3 separate regions of the Gossypium hirsutum genome follow, and all the other regions are linked to region 3. Evidence: chromatin contacts called from public Hi-C data. All regions are on one chromosome and are shown on one strand. Each heading gives the region's core, a stretch centred on a gene start, on an enhancer-like site or on the middle of the called end of the contact. The rest is flanking DNA. Distances are from core to core; before and after follow the strand shown.

Evidence for each region. Hi-C and Micro-C count contacts between places; a contact is called where the count stands out from the background.
Region 1: a contact with region 3 is called in a Hi-C map of leaf, with 2.9 times the contacts expected there. The contact joins two enhancer-like sites. A contact is called at or near these places in 2 of 34 Hi-C or Micro-C datasets (both in leaf).
Region 2: a contact with region 3 is called in a Hi-C map of leaf, with 1.7 times the contacts expected there. The contact joins two enhancer-like sites. A contact is called at or near these places in 2 of 34 Hi-C or Micro-C datasets (hypocotyl and leaf).

What each region holds. Positions count from the first base shown.
Region 1 is chrA03:106,266,083-106,269,241 of Gossypium_hirsutum_v2.1, forward strand. It overlaps LOC107886756, which reads right to left. Exons shown (of 6, transcript XM_016810812.2): 5 at 3,138-3,159; 6 at 2,443-3,058. The coding sequence ends at 2,817. Among protein-coding and RNA genes, the nearest start is that of LOC107886756, 4.3 kb to the right of the region's middle. Within about 2 kb of position 1,354, at least 8 of the 9 cell types and tissues checked have an H3K27ac peak or open chromatin away from gene starts, as enhancers often do. A contact at or near this core is called in leaf, where this site is marked.
Region 2 is chrA03:106,314,747-106,317,871 of Gossypium_hirsutum_v2.1, forward strand. No RefSeq gene overlaps it. Among protein-coding and RNA genes, the nearest start is that of LOC107886756, 44 kb to the left of the region's middle. Within about 2 kb of position 1,670, at least 4 of the 9 cell types and tissues checked have an H3K27ac peak or open chromatin away from gene starts, as enhancers often do. A contact at or near this core is called in leaf, where this site is marked.
Region 3 is chrA03:106,198,439-106,201,769 of Gossypium_hirsutum_v2.1, forward strand. No RefSeq gene overlaps it. Among protein-coding and RNA genes, the nearest start is that of LOC107886757, 31 kb to the left of the region's middle. Within about 2 kb of position 2,008, at least 1 of the 9 cell types and tissues checked has an H3K27ac peak or open chromatin away from gene starts, as enhancers often do. A contact at or near this core is called in leaf, where this site is marked.

The DNA of each region.
Region 1 (3,159 bases), core at 104-2,603, 67 kb after region 3:
ACACTTGGTTAGTGGTTGGGACCTTTTGAGATCAATTCTGATCTGCTGTAATGTGTGTGGATAATGTATGTGGATAAGGTGTTGAAATTGGGGGTTTCCATTTTTCTCTTCTCATTTCAATTGTCCAACTGGGAAACCACTTCATTGCTCTCACCAACACACCCATTTGCATCTTTAACCTGTCTTCTTCATCTATGTTTCAACCAACAATTTTATGTTCACATTCATCTCTCTATTTTTAAATCCTTGAGCTGGGTTCATTTAAGTTTGAATGTAAACCAAATTTAAAAGTTAATATTATTAGTTAGTATATCATATTCTCATAATAAATTATCTTTAAGGGATCACTTAAACAATCTCATAAATGAACCATAAATCAACTTGATTAATCAATTTGAATCATATCCACAATTATTAGTTTGGTTTGATAAAACCAAAAAAAAAAATCTAATCAGAACTGTAAGTCAAATACTGTAATCATTTCTAGATAAACATATGTTGTATTGTTGTTTATTTAGTGATGGGATTAAAGTAATGTTAGATATTAGTTTAGGGTTGTGTGAGGATTAGTATCAAATTCCTAATGGAACCGCCACTACCATATATTTATAAGGCATAGATCAGAATGCACAAGTGTTGGGGGCTTTTTCGTGGCAATCAAATGGAGGTGACGGTACATCACCACTGCTTATTTATAAATATTACAAAAATGAAAATTTATTCCACAAAACACCAAGGCTACCTACTTAACAACCCAACTATGTTGCAATTTTGCTTAATATGCATCATTATGAACTTGAATGGACCATATACTAAAAGTTCTAGTTACTTCAATTTAAAACACCATAAACAGTATCAAATGGTGGTCCGCTCGGTGGTTTCATCCATCCTAACCGCTTCTCTGCCCTGGCCTCTGGGTGCTAACCGGAGATCCCGATTGCCTGCGTTGTGTTTCTTATTCTTTAGGGTTGAGGTGCTGTAATGGTGGTCGACTCTTCGGTTGTTCCTGAACTCCCAAGGGCTCAGGTAGGGAGCCTAACTCCCCAATTTGAAAAATTCTGGTTGACCCTCTAAATTTTTTAAATCTATTTGTTAATAAAATTATAGTTTGACTTCAAAATACTAAAATTTTGATTATATAATGGCGAGATTTTATTCTAACTCCTATAAATGTATATAACATAATCCCAATCTCTCCAAAGAAACTTTGCTGTTGCCAAACTCCAACCAATATTTCCGGTAAGATGGGGTCCGGTTGGAAAAATAAGCTTTGTGGCCTATGGACTGTGCTGTGTTTTCGCGTCGCGATTAGGCTACGGAACTCGAGTCCCATGAGGCTCGTTTGGTCTATTGGTTCAAGTCAAGAGTAGTATCCACTACCGAAGGCAAGGGTTGCTTAAACTCACTATATCAATGTCCGTTACCTTGAGAGTTGAGTAATGCATCTTACTGTTGGGCGACGTTTGTGCTGAGATCTCTTTTTGCCTCCATTAGGCAAGGAGGCTTAATTCAAGCAATGACGAACTGTCTCTGACATAAATTGTAGGGTTTACTCATCTTCTAGGGTGTTGTCTTTTATGAGACTTGGGTTTTCGAGTGCTTCCTTCGTTTCGTTTATTTGGGTTGGAGGCTTCATTGTCCTTTGTTTGCATGGGACATTGTTCCCATTTGCTGTATTCCTATGAAATGAAATTTGAACTTCGACCAAAAATAAAACACAAATCAAAATATCAATATATTGCCCATCATCCAGCCAGAGGGTTTACTGGGCTTGAAGAGTTGGGCATGTTCAGTGACTTGGCTTCAAGTCAAGTCATTCAAAATGCTAAGGTAAAGACAAAAATTAATAGTTTTAAGAAGAGAGAATGTTTAACTTTTGTCCTCCATGATTCTGCGTCAGAGCCGATTTTGTCTAGAGAAGACCCCAGGTAATGTTTGTATCCATGAATCAAATAGGTGTTGTTCTGTTGTTTAACCATTTGCACCATGTGCTCGATAAAATATTGGAATGACAAAAGAAAACCAGCAGGGCAATGACATAGTGACGGGGAAAATTAGAGCGAGATAGCCGAACCAATAAATATGTAAATTGAATACCCATACAAGTGATGGCATTAATATCAAAGACCTCAGGTCCCACCATTGCTAGATTTCTACTTTTCTTCATGTTCTGTGTCTGCCCAACCCAACCTAGCATGCAATGTTAAGCATGAAATTCGTACCAAAGTGTCTAATGTCTCTCAAGTCAACATTTTTCTCTCACTTGCTTTTGCTTTGCTTATAAATTTTATTTGCGGTGCAATTTTATTTGTAAAAAGGACGTACTGTTCATTGGTTTTGCTTTATCTACTACAGGTACCCAATATGAATAATGATGAGTGAGGGAAATTTTTTATGAAACTGTGGGGGCAATTTTTTTCCACATCTCTATTAGCTCTATAATTAAGGTCAAGAGAAACATATACCATACAAACCGCAAAGATTTTCTAAAGTTTCAGAGCCCCACTTTTGTACCCTCTTAGACCCTCACCCATTTCTTTACAATAAAAGCCCACAAACATAAAGAGGGTAAACTCAACTCACATACCCTCTGCTGAAAGTTCCTGTCAAGGCTGGCCTCAGAGTGAACCGTCAAAAGGGTTTTGATAACAAGTGCCAATCACAATCCTCACTATTACTCCCAAGCACAAAACCAAAAATTCTTAAAACCCAAAAAGAGGCTTCTTTTTTTTTAAGTTTTTTTTTTTTTTTGATAATTAGTGATCAGTCACTTCCATGGGGTTCTCAAGAGAAAACTACAGCAAGCAATTATGTATTTAGCCACGTCGAATCCCCGTGAAGTAATTGAAGTCATGGTGCTGGACTCTAAGTTGCTTTAGCCACGAATCTGCCACGCTTAAAAGCGACACCAGCCTCTCTTGGTCCCACCCAGAATTACCCGAGACCCACACGTTTCCTTGCATCTTGTAAGTGGCCAAGCCAAATGGTGGAAGAGAGATGCCTTCTCCTTCCTTTCGCTTCCTTTCAGGATTCTCAATGTCATCTTCCAGGTCCATATCTGCAAAACAACCATTACATGTATAAGTATCTTGGAACCAAGCAACTTAACATAACACAAAAGCTGAAAGAAAGAGAACCTTGGAAAGAAGAAGATAGAGT
Region 2 (3,125 bases), core at 420-2,919, 120 kb after region 3:
TAACATGAATATCCTCTAATATTGGTAATATTTTTGTAGCATAACAAGAAAAAAATTAACACCGTTAGTATTTTGCGTAATTTGTCTAATGTTTAATAAATTAGGTACCAATTGAACCTAAAAAAAAGTTAGGTATCAAATTTAAAAAAAATGTCAAATTCCAATACCAAATTGGACTCAAAAAATTTTAAGTACCAAATTAAAAAAATATCAATTTTAGATATCAAATGTTATATCTTAAAATATTCCCATGGAATAATTAATAATCTATATGTAAATTTGGTAACATGTGAACTCATTCCTTAGTCTAACAACCTTTGATTTGGACAATTTTTGAACATAGATACATGTTAGTTACTAACTACTTAACAACCCGAGATGAAGACAAGACATTTAGATTTAGGATTAAATGAATAATCCTGCAACCTATATGCTTGTGAGTTAAATTGACAGTAACGCATGCTGTTCATATCCAGGGTCAGTCTATTAATCTTATGTATATACCGGAATAATTAATTGGATGAATAACCCGATTATAGTGTTTAAAAGACTGCCATTATGTAAGCAAGGTGTTTATTAGTAATTTATTCCTAAAAAGAGAGATGGAGAGATTCACCCTATGATATTTTTATAAGTTATTTATAATATGCAATAACTTAGTGGCAGTCAGATTAGTTCATTTTGTAGTGGCAGTACCACTAGCTAGCTCCAGTGGCAATGGATAGAATTTGCAACTACGTACAGAAATCTGCATTTGTAATCAGTTAATTAATTCATAGAATTCAAACATAAATTTTTACTAATCTTAATATTGCTATGGAATGAGGATAAAGACGCAACGAGAGAGAATATTGTTTTCTACTGAAAATAATTCAATATTTTCGGCAAAAATTTAACTTTTAGCAACGGACAAATGAATGACTGATTACTCAACTATAATTTTTCTGACGAAATCACAAAATAGCCCCAAAAGGTTTCTCCTATCGTGGTTTAAATTTGAAGCAATAGACCTAGGATTGAGGGAGTAATACCAAGTCCTACTAGAGCCCTAGACCACGGTACTCCTTATGATGTCAAAAACTCTTTGTAGGTTATGGTTGAGGTGACCAATAACAATCAATTGTTCCATCACATGCGCCTTGGGTGTTCAAGTTGGCGGTACCTCTCCTTGACGAATGACCAAGGACTAAGGGTTTATACCTTTTCAAGATAATAAAAAAAAGGACTAAGGACTATTTCATCATCATCATGGAGCTAGTCAATGTCACCCTTATGTGGCTGTTTAAGCTCTTGATCAAAGTTTGCGATGGATGCATTGAGAAGCATTGGATGTGATATGTAGAGTGGAGGGATCTACGCACAAGACTTTGACAATGTTAGGCAGTAGATGCGGCGTTTTGGCCGGATGGCACCAGTATTTGTGACTAGGAGGAGTTTGAAGTGTGGTTAGTTAGAAGTTAGTGCATGGAAGGAGAATGAGATTGGCAATGTTGCCAAGTGCTAAAAGTAGATTTGTAAATGGTGTTGAGGTGCATGTTGGTGTGTTAGGAATGAAGTTTTCAAACTTGGTGCAGAGCCAATAGAGGCGAAGGTTAAATATAAGAGGGGGGAGGGGGATTAATGAGATAGTTGCACACGCATTCATGCCTGTGGGACAGATGGACTGGCAGTGGCAGGACGGTGTTTTCAGCTGGTGGTAGCAAAATAGCCATCATTGTCCAAGGGGGACACTATGTTAGGACCCCAAATCACACTTTACTATTACTTGATAGATGATATGAGAGGAGAATTAAAGGCAGAGGAAATATGTGGTTTTTGGTTATCAGATTTACTTAATGCCTCATGGATATATAAATCCAACAGTGGTACTTGCCAGCTATGATTAATTTGAGTGTCCTTGACGGTCAATGGATCCACCTTAGCTCATACACGTGTCAATCAAATTTTAGAATCATATGTTGTCTTTACCCCTCTACACTAAACTGACCTTTCATGACCCTAATTTTATACTCATATCCCAGATATTTAGGTTATAACAAATGAAGGTTTATTTGTGGATGACTGTGGAGAGATTCCTAGGTCACATATCTTTTCTAACATTAAATCTAAGATTTTCAAAATTAAATACGTAATTAATTCAGTCAAATTATTTATTTTTATTTTAATCAATTCATTTGATTTAATTAGATAAATTATTTTAAAAATAAAAAAATCAATTAAACTGTTATTTCAATTGATATTTAATATGATTTAACTAATTTCAAATGTAGTGAGTCAACTCTTCTAATCAATACCCGACCGATCCAGTCTAATTAAAAAATTAAATAAATAATCTAATTTGGTTTAAGAAAAACTTGAGTTTGAGAAAATGCTTTTAGGAATTAAAATATTAAAAAAATATTTGTTTAAAATAAAATTATATATATAAACACGAGAATGATACAAATCAAATGATAATCCCAAAATATTTTACCTATGTAAAAGAAAATTTTTGACCTCAAAATTTGTATTAACGAGAATGCTAAACCAACCCTTGATAAAACAATGAGATCAAATCATTCACGTTTTACTAAAATTGAACAAGGCCTATAATAAACAATAATAATCTCCATGGTGCATTATCTCAAAGCAAACCACATCCATAACAGAGATAAAAAAAAAAAAAAAAGAAGGTGGGTTGGTGGGTGGGTGATACTAATATATGGAGTGAGTGTCGGTTTGTCATCCCCCATTAATTGCACATTCATGTTCTCATCCATTTAATAAACGTTAAACGCCTAAATATCCGACTACATCGAACATGATCAAATTATTTTTAAGTATGGATAATTTCTTTTATTGATTTAATTAAAGAAGTTACAATTTAGACACTGAATTATTTAAAAGTTTTCATTTAAGTCACTAAATTGTGAAGTTTTATTTTTAAAAAGTTCTAGCAATGAACTCCAACTGATGATTCGACAATCGATATAGTAGATTAGTACTTATCGACGAAAAGAATAACATATCTTATATCTAAGATGATCTAATGATTAATATCGAAGATTAGAAAAAAATGTTTGAATTTTAGTTCACAGATTTATGACGTCTAAAACTGTTTTATGAAAAAAATTTGAACCGTAAAA
Region 3 (3,331 bases), core at 758-3,257:
CATTTCTTTTTTCATTCATGATCAGTTTTTCAACATACTCCAAGGTAAATTATCTTGCCAAAATCTGGTACACCCAAATTTCAAACATTTTTTTCCTAAAATTTTTGGTGTTTCATTAGTATTTTAGTATACCCAAATATGTAATGATACAATTTTAGAAATTTTGATATTTTATTAAAAATATTGATATACCAAAATATCTAAAGTCACATTCTTAAAATTTTACTATTTCGCTATAAATTTTGGTATATCAAAGGTTATGTTCTTAAAAAATTTTATGTATCCAAATTTCTAACTATTTTTCTTAGAATTTTAGGTCTTCCATTAGATATTTAGCGTTTGGCCTAAACTTAGAGACGCATTCATGTCATTGATTCTAAATTGGGGTTAATTTGATATAAATTATTAATTATCATTAATTGAAGGTGATCCTTAACTACAACATTAGTGAATTGAGGTTGAATAGTAATCAAAGCATTTTCTTATTTTGCATAATAATTATTACTTGACAATAATATTTTATTTTTCAACTATTGAATGAATAGCAAACATTGTACCCAATCCTTGGTAGTTTACTCATCGTATAGGTTTACAATATACTTTAATTTAATATTAATATTTTTTAATTATTTTTAAATAAAAGCATTTTTAAATAATTTAATCTTTAAATTATTCAATGTATCTTTGAGATTAAATGTTAATAAAGATATTTGTCTTGTAAAATTAATTGAATATTGGTTAGAATGTTATAGTTGTTGTTGCTGTTGTTGTTGTTTTTTTTTTTTTAGTTTATTAATCCATATCTATACCGCACCAAGGCTTTGTTGTATGGTAGTGTAGGAAAAAAATTGAAAGGTGAAAAATATAATTTTCTTATAGATGCGTGGAAAAATGAAAAATTAAAAGAAAAAATAATTATCTTTCCATTCATTGTTTAATGGGTTGAAAATTAAAAAATATATATATAATATTTAAAATATATATAATTTTAAACTAATATCCTCCTGTTTTTCGTTTTTTTTTTCTTTTCTCATCCTTTGATTTGTTTTCACTTTGTTATCACTACTAGTTTGAGAATGCTCGATACAAAGTTTTAGAGCTCTCCCTTATGCGACATAATTGATGTCTTTTTTTTTTAGCTTTTTATTTTCATCAATACTAACGAAATATTTAGGATCTGATTTAATTTTCTTAGGTGTATACTTTTTTTATATATATATTTGTATATTTTTATTTGAGTAATTTCAAATTCGAATCAAAGTTAGAGGAATGTTTCTTGAGTTATGATTTTCTTGATATCAATCTTAAGCTTAAGTTGTTTCAATTTATGTTATTTGAAAATTTAAATCATATTGAATTCAAATTTTTATAAGTTTTGATTAAATTATTTTCATATTAATAAATTGTTTTATATACATATTAGTGGTATATGTACATTTTATTTTTCATGACATGTTTAAAGTATTATCAATATTTTTGTATCATATTTCAATCATTTCAGAATTTATATAATTTTATCATAATAATTGTATGACAAAATTACGAACCAAACCTAACCAAAAGACATATTATGGTAAGAATGAGAGAAACATCTCAATTTCATATTTCATACAACAAAACTATATCACTACAAATTACAAAACTACAAACCACCATTAAGATGTTTATTAGAGTCCTAAATGGAGCATTTAAGCAATAAAAATTGTGACCAAATATGTTTTAAAATATTCGATTGAGTCTTAACTCAATTGGTGTAAATATCGTTGTCAACGCAAGGGGTCGTGAGTTCGAGTGCGTTGAAGCGTATTATCTTCCTATTTAAGAGTTGAGGAGGGAGGCTATAAATAATTCTAGAGACTCTATAAAAAACAAGAATAAGATAAGAAATTATAATAAAATTAATATTAAAAAAATCTTAAAAATATAAAGGCCTTTTATATATACAATTGTATAGAGCACTAAGGCAGGCCCAACTTCAATATTGGGTTAAATTTAAATCCAAACACTAACCTATATTATGGAGTGAAGCTGTATACGTTTTGATCCATCAGCTTCTCTCTATTATGGGATATAACTTTCAACTCAAAAGCCCATGGATGAGTAAATAATTTCAACTAGAGGGCCGGACTAAAATTTTGTCTCAATTTAATCATAACTACACTAATATATTAATTAAAAATTATGCAACGCCTTTTTTAACTTTACTTAGAATTTCTTTCTTTTTTTGATCTATTCTATTACTAATATATCAAATAATTACTTAGTAATATATTTGCGGGGATATCATTGGTAAAATAATGAAGAAAATTGCAAAAATGGAAATTATCTAATTACAAATTATGCCTTCATCATTAGAAACTCGAAACTCATAGCGAATTTCTGAAAATTCCGGTTTTTTAAAATAATTACGGGATTAGATTGGTTTTTTTTAAATGATTTTGATTTTTTTTAGAGTTAGGATTTTATTTTTTTAAATAGGGTTAGGGTTGTGTGGATTTTAGGACTTGCAGTCAGGGTTGTGTAGAGTTTTAATTTTTTTTTAATACTTTTAAGTTTTTTATATATTCTTTAGTCTTTTTTTATAATTTTTTTGAGATGTAAAGTTAATAATTATTTAATTCAATATTTAAAAGTATTGTATTTACACCAATTGTGTATTCAAATTTTAAAATTCAATTCGATTCATAATCGAAACTCAAACTACTCGATTTGATTAAATCTTAGTTTGTACTTTTTTTTCAGTTTTCTTAAATGCAACTGAGTTTTGATCTTTTTTTTTCACGGGAGGTTGAGATCGATCAGATTTTTCAATTCATTCTTTTCGAACTTTCAGATTTCTTCAAAAAAAAATATCACGAGAATCTCGGGATATCTAATGGTTGAGTTGGAAAAAGTGTAGAGTTGAAAGTGATAAAGGGAAAATGCTTCAGTAGGACGCATTTTCAGTGCGCTATAAAATAAAAGCACTTAAAGCACATCTAGCTGGACGCGTTTTCATGCTATGTCAGTTGAAAACGTGTCACCTACGCGCTTTCAATGCTTTTTTTCTAACAGTTTACTAAAAATGCGTCCTACATAGAGCGTTTTCCCTCTAGTACTTTCAACTCCCCACTCACCCGAGAAATTTTTTTGAATCAATTGCCACTCACCCCTGGGTTTAAAAAAGCATGGCTTTCAGCATTGAGCGGCATAAAGCATTTACGAGCAAAAAAAATTGTAAGAAGAACCAAAAGAAAATGAAGTTCACACATAAGACATAATTTGGAGCTACCACGTAATTTGCATCAATTAAGGATTGATTTTGTTTTCATATTTAATTACAACACTATTT